Regions from separate parts of the Gasterosteus aculeatus genome. Here region 2 is linked to region 1. A link is a contact called in public Hi-C data. All regions are on one chromosome and are shown on one strand. The core of a region is the stretch at or near the end of the contact, and the rest is flanking DNA. Distances in the headings are between cores, read along the strand shown. Region 1 holds the start of fgfr2 (fibroblast growth factor receptor 2). Region 2 overlaps ate1 (arginyltransferase 1).

Evidence for each region. Hi-C and Micro-C count contacts between places; a contact is called where the count stands out from the background.
Region 2: a contact with region 1 is called in a Hi-C map of skeletal muscle, with 3 times the contacts expected there. The contact joins the enhancer-like site here to the promoter of fgfr2 in region 1. A contact is called at or near these places in 2 of 6 Hi-C or Micro-C datasets (both in skeletal muscle).

Annotation. Positions count from the first base shown.
Region 1 is chr6:4,431,848-4,435,419 of fGasAcu3.hap1.1, forward strand. It overlaps fgfr2 (fibroblast growth factor receptor 2), which reads right to left and starts at 1,918. Exons shown (of 20, transcript XM_078104527.1): 1 at 1,158-1,918. It overlaps LOC144409475 (a long non-coding RNA gene), which reads right to left. Exons shown (of 3, transcript XR_013467930.1): 3 at 3,037-3,572.
Region 2 is chr6:4,481,054-4,484,625 of fGasAcu3.hap1.1, forward strand. All of the region lies in intron 7 of ate1 (arginyltransferase 1), which reads right to left. Among protein-coding and RNA genes, the nearest start is that of ate1, 12 kb to the right of the region's middle. Within about 2 kb of position 1,603, at least 1 of the 9 cell types and tissues checked has open chromatin away from gene starts, as enhancers often do.

The DNA.
Region 1 (3,572 bases), core at 668-3,167:
CGATCTTTTTTCTCCCCCCCGCAAGGACACATGTAGTTTGGCGTTTGGAGAGCAATTGTGAAACGTGCAAGCTGATTTTATTTTACTTCTGATTTCTGTTATAGCCTCTGTAGCCTCCGGGGACGCCGCGCGACACGGACGGCGGACGCGCGCACAGGCGCCGGGGAGGACCGTGACAATTAGAGACGAGACAATTCCGCATCGCTCCAGCGCACACGGACGCGTTACTAACTAATTGTAAAGCAATCAGCGATCGACCATTGAGTTCACCTCTCTCAGGAAACGTCAGCAGGACGAGTCGGGACCAGAATCATCTAGAAACCTCCGTTCGTTTTTATGCGGCAGGTTTCCAATATAACCAAACGTACGGCACTGAATGTACAGAGAGAGGAGAGTGTCAACAAATGAAGAGAAAGGTTTTATTGAGTTGACAACGTGCTCCTTAACTTGTTTTTTTATAGACGTATTTTAGCCCCTTTAGCCCCCTGACAAGATGACATCTGGACACATGGGGGACTTTGCCCCATACATGGCCACAGCTCCTCATTTAAACCGCCCGCCGAATGACATTTCTTGGCACTGAGTGAATTCCTATTGACATTCAAATGAGTTGGCTTTATCCACAATGGGGGCCCGTTTGGAGCTGCTCGGTGATTTAGGGCTCCGGCATCGAGCAGTGAAAAAAACAACTGCGGTCACGGGATAATTGGCACCATAAATGCAATGTAGAAAATTAAAGCAAAGTAATAAATAACCAGGACACTTGTTAATAGGCCCCAAAGTGATGATGCAAGGTGCTGTGTACGTCCCTTGCCTCCTCAAGGAAACACGGGAAGATTTATCTGCATCCACTTAAATGAAGGATGGTAGAAAATAACACGTACATTGGGGTGTTTTGTTCATGGGGTCAGAAGGGTAAAACAAACTTTATGGACAACTTTTAAAAAAAGGTCAAACAAAAACATTGTCGATTGACAAAACTTTGTATTTCGACTATAATAAGTGAAATCCTATTTAATGCGCCGTACAGCCGCAATGAAAGACAAGGATGACGACGCAACGCAGTTGTAAATCCACGCAGCCCGCGTGCCATGACAGCCCAAACAGTGACAGACGAGAGCGCGAGGAAGCTTTACGCGCAAACAGAAAAGACTTACCAGGGAGGAAGGAATCGTGGAGATCTCTGTTTTGGCATGCACGGGTAATGGTTGAGAGAGCATGAGCTGAATCTGAAGGGAGGAATGTCTCCAACTGCACAATGCACCAAAAAAAAAAAAGCGAGAGAGAGAGAAAAGGGGACTGCGAGGCGCTGCCTTTCTCTCGGTTTACTATTCCACAATCAAACCGGCATCAACTCCGATCACAGGGTATATTCCACACACGACCGGCAGCGTAGTCCAGCGCCATGCAAAGAAATCCCAGTTCACACGCGTTCGTTATCCTTCAAAACAGCTCGGAAAAAGCACACCGCTGTGCACCACCTCACCCACCCACCTCAACCCCCACCCAAAACTTTCTTCGCCGTCACCAAGTTGCGTCTGGGGCGCAAAAACATGCCCAGTGTTCCCCGAGCGGCGGACTTCTTAACTGGACAGAAAGTTCGCAGCTACTGCGGCGGCGAGACGAGGTTTACAGAACCAAAATGTATTGGGGGGGGGTCGGAGGGGGTAGTCGTCCGGGGCAAAATGTCATTAAATCCCGTCAGCGTGCGTCCCCCGGGTGTGAAGAGCCGCGTTCTATCCTTCCGCCGACGGTCCTCGCACTGCTCCTCAGACGCTTCGCTCAGGTTTACTAGGGGTTTTTCTCCTCCCTTACGTCTCCACACACTGCACTCCTCCTTCACTCCAGTGGGTGTCACCCCCCCACCCCCGTCACCCCCCCACCCACACGCACCCCCAAGTGTAATTCGAGCCGCTTCCTGGCCGCAGTGCCTTTGGGCCCTGCCTTCCTCCGCCCATCAAACTGCCTGCGCTTAACCCGCTTAAACGTTAGGGGCCCCCGCTCCGCTCCGGGGCCGAGGGACCGCTGTAACAGCGCCCCCCGGTGGCCGAGGCCTGACATCTGGGCGACGAGGCGCGCGCGACATCCGACCGTTCACGCAGACATGAGTCCCTGACCCCCTGGACCGCTTTCTATATCTCAATATAGTTGGAGGTTGCAAGGAAGGAAGAAGTACCACAAAGTACCAGCAAAAATTGTCATATTTAAAGAAAGTAATATCAGCTAAATAAACTTTAAGACACGGCAGAGTTTATATGTACATATATGTATTATGGAGCAAACACGGCCAACGATGTAGTAAAAAGGGAATCATGAATAATGGAACAAAATTAGGATATGCAGTTTAAACATTGTGATGTACCATCATATGTTATGACGTAACATAATAGATTACTACCTTTCCGATAAACGCAATTATTTCCTCTGGAATGGAGTTTAAATATTGAGACCTATATGCCTTTGGAGTCAACACATTTGAATAAAGAGTAATTTAAGAGTGAAAGTTACTGTGCTTAAGCAAAACATTTTTGAGGTACTTTTACTTACCTTCGGCGTACTTTACTTATAGGTCCTATGCAGGTTCATTTTACATACCACAGTATGTGATGACAGGGAAGATGAGAAAGAAAGGAGAAGTGGAAAGGAGAAAGTGAATAAGGAACAACTGAAGGCCGTAACTTCTCAGATGAACAGATCTTTCCAGCGTTACCCAGAGAGATGCCGCCGGCTGCCCCCCTGTAGCTGGTCCCTGGTCCCCCATCGCGTCAAGCTGCCCCCCGCATTGGTTCAGAGAGACGCAGCACAGGATAGAAGACTAACACTCTTTTTTTTCTATCTCAATTCCACTGCTGAAGCCGTCCTTTATTTTTTAAACAAGGGAGGGAAAACTCTTCCATTCATATTGAAAAGGGGCACTATAAGGGCTTTGGCCTGTGAATGGAGAGTTCCCTGTCTGCTTTTCTCTCCTCTCCCATCTCTACCTCCACCAGTAAAGCCATCAGATAAAAGGGGGGGGGGGGCGACGGGTTTGCCAGAAAGAAAGAGAGAGAGAGAGAGAGGTGAGGAAGGAGAGTTTAACTCATTTTTCAAGAGTGGCACAAAACACCCCCCACTGTTTCTCCCTCTCTGGGTGTCTCTTTCCTCCTACTGCATGAGTCTATTTACAATCGCCCAATTTATTTTCTGCCGCTCGGGCGTTCCACGTTTGAAAGAAACCTCATCAAGCAGAGTCTCATGGGCCTTTGACTGAGAACTGGATGGACTCAATACCCTGTGCCGTCGTATCCGTCAACCTGTCATTGTCCCTCTTCATCTAAACATCTTTTCTTTACACCTCTTTCTCCCTTAATCCCTTCTGCACCAACAGCCTGGCACGGTCTGGATTTAGGAAGCAGAGTGGGAGGGAAAGAAATTGGCGAGCTATTAGCGATTAGCTTGATTATGCCGTCAGCATCTCGGATAAACATATTGATTCCTTTGTCGTAGTTGGAGAGGTTCGCCATTAACCATGTGTTGATTGTGGGAATACCTCTTATTGGTGTGAAGTCAGTGGTGTTGTGGGAGGGATGTGG
Region 2 (3,572 bases), core at 353-2,852, 49 kb after region 1:
AAAACATTAGCGACGTTCAAGGCGGCAAAAAGCGCGACTATAAACTCACTCAATCAGGATTACACAAGCAGACGGCCTGTGTGGGGAATCCTCCTTTTTGCGGAGAGGAACAGGCGTGATAAAAGACTCATGGACCGTGCACCCTGCAGTGCGCGGGACTTAAAACGCACCGGCTCACCCTCAACTCGACCCCGTAGCAGCACGCAGAGCAGCAGAGGGGAGGGACAGTCCTCTTAACCTCACGCGCTGCTACTCGATGCCGTACGGTGAACTGCTTATGCTTACACACTTAAATAGGAGCATTCGGGGCACATTTTACACATCAGTGGGGCTGATAATGATCTCCAGTCTCCCCCCTTTACCATGTCGGCAATGTTCCTCTCCTAACTGGGACCACCGCACTCTGCCAGTTAACAAATTACCAACAGCAACGCCTCCCAATGAGTAGTATGGCTGCAGGGGACAAATTAAAGTTTTGTCTAAGCCTCACAAAAAACAAATGGTTTACCAACAGAACAACGGCTGCAGTCATTTGATGACATCATTTATAAAGGCCATGAAAAGGCCGGGCTGCTGTGCACGTGTGGAAATATGAACCTCCGATGGCCTTTCTGGTGAAATGCCGTGTTATGTCACTGTGTGAGACACACGTTAAGCTCTGACAGCCCGCCGCTTTAGCAGGCGCTCATCAGGAGGGCTGATGGGTAACCGTATTAAGGGGAAGCAACTTTCCACTGGTGGGCGGGGCCACTTTCTCCTGGAGGAGGGCAGCTCGAGACAATCAGCAGACCACATGGCGCTGCCAGTCTGGGACGTTCTCCTCTGCAACACAGAGTCCATCACTTCCTCACGAACTCTCCTTTTCCTATAGTAAAGACTCATCTGTGTACGATTAGAAGGGCAACACACACGTGCATCTGCTTAGACCTAATTGCTACTTAGATCTCGTCATTGTGCTCAAATGTCTGTGCTTACTTTAGCGACAACGTGCCTTAATCTATTGCGTTAAAAACAATCATTCGAAAATGTTGGCTGACTTGATATTTGTTTGTTTCAGAGGGCAGCAATGGGGACTATGAAATCTGATATAAGAGGAATGTTTCTTATAAAGATTCATTGAATATCTCGTTATTCAGCTTTGAGAAAAGCCAAAATGTTTTTCTCTTGTTCATTTCTTCTATTTTTACTGACACATTTTATTGCCATTTTGCAGCTTTTTCCATATACTTCTATGCCTTTTTTTCTGTGTCTTGGTTAAGGTCCCGGCCATCAAGAGTAAATACAGATTTAAAAGGATTTGTTTTCATCAAAATGAATGCCACATGTGCAGGAACTCAGAGTCACGGCTCAGCAAAACAGTTAAGACCACTAAGTGTGAGTAAGAGTGTGTGTCTGTGTGTGTGTGTGTCTCTAAATAATTGCGTTTATAGTTTGTGCTTCAACTCTGTCAAGAAACCCTGACTGTGGACAGTCATTGTTTGACAGGAAATGTATACATCCTTAAACGAAAAAAAAAGCCAGTTCCCTGTAGGACGTCGCACTGTCTAATGCCAGTACAATTTAGGCATGGTAATTGAACTTGTGCCCCCGTGCACACGCACACGCAATCTCTCCGATCGCATGGCTCTGAGCCAGGCTGACAGCATTCCACACTCTGTCCCTAGGAAATACTTTAATGGATTAATAAATACCTAAACCGATACTACCGGGGGTGGAGAGCGGTGGGGGGGGTCTCTAAGCTTCTGGGAAGACAACAGGCGATTTAACCTGGAGCTCGACCGGCAGGAAACTAAAACCGGCGTGTTTGCTTTTCCCCCCGTGGGCTCAGGAGTGGCCTTCACAGGGGGATACGATAAAGAGCAGGGAGGATCGCGTACCAGGCGACTGCAGTGGGCAGAGAAGAACGCGTTTTGAGAAGCGGGACGCCACAAAAGGCCGATCCCAGGAGGATGGAAGGAGGGAATAACTCGCGATACATCATTTCATCACAGGAATCCGTTTAACGACAATATTTCATATGGAATTTTCATTCCTGCATAAAGCCGTCCTTGGTGAATTAGAATGAGGTAGTAATTAACCGAATCATAGTTTCACGTTTCATGTGCTTTGACACTAGACTACATTCCGTCTACGATACAACTTAGAAGGTCCATCGATAACAACAACAATTTTGCTTTATGAAGCCCTACACCTTTCTTTTTTTAAAGTAACTCCTGTGGTTGTTGAACCCGTTCTATTCCAGTACAGTTATAAACTGAAGCTGGAAACCAAGCGCGCGCACACACACACACACACACACACACACACACACACGCTTTAATGGAGCTAGTGTTATGGCACTAGGAAAGAATCTGCCACAGTCTGCCCAATCTGACAGCTTTTATTTTTTATTAATTACATTACTTTTACGAGCTGGAGAATTCAAGTAATTTACTGAGGCCTGCTGGCAGGAGGGTGAAGGAGGTTGTTTTTCCAGCCCTGAGGGACAAAAGCCCCTCTCAGGTTAGTGAGCAAGTCCAGCAATAAAAATGTAAATGTAAAGTGGAGAAAAGTATTTTACAGTCCAATTTACTGAGAATTATACAATCATTTTCAGACTTTACGCATCTATAATTGGTTATGGCCATTCATTATACATAATACCTATTTTTCACTGCATGAACTTGATCGCTCTTTTTATAGAGTTTAACATTCATTGCTTACACAAGCTAAGAATTGAGTGCGGAAAAATGTTTTTGAAGTATAAATCAGACCTGATGAATGCTGCCATTCTCCCGTAGCATGAACACTTCTCAATGTGATGGACAGCGCGATAAACTGAGGCTGATCCAGGCGCAAAGACTACAAATGAACAAAGAGATCATTACCAGATTGGGCCGCAAGCAGGGATCACTTTCATGATCAATTAACCTGTCGATAATTACAATGATCACCAAGTTATCATCTGAGGATTGCTTGTTTCACCAAACAGTCCAAAATCTAAAGACTAAAAGGTCCAGTGTGCATGATTGACAGGGACTGTTCAGTGTACGCAGTCCTGCACCAAACAATAAAATTGTTTTGATTGGCTGAGAATGTTGCTTTTCATTTCTTCCCACAAAGCCATGTTGCAGTCGTCCAGCAGGCAAAATGTGTCTTTGCGTTATCTGCAGGACAACCATACGCTCACTGACACGCTTTAAACAGAGGGGGGGGCGTTCAATTGGTTGCAATCCTAAACCTCACCACTAGGTGCCCCTAGATCAAACACACGCTACGTGAGATTACAATAACGTTAATCTGAAAATAGCAACGGTGCGGAATAATAATCATGCAGTACCTCGCTCTCACTACACTCGCTGGGTTCGTCGCCGTGAATGGCCATCTGGTAGCTGGCGTACAGCGCCACCGACTGCTGATAGGACGCTGTGAACTGAGGGTCCTCAAAGTTGACCGGCACTAGCCTCACCTTCAAGCACAGGGGTGTGGAGTGAAAGAAGCAATAAAGGTGGAGGAGGGTGGGGGAGGGGGAGGTATATAAAGGGTTGACAATGGATAAAAGGACGGCGAGTTGTTAGAAAACGCAGAATCAT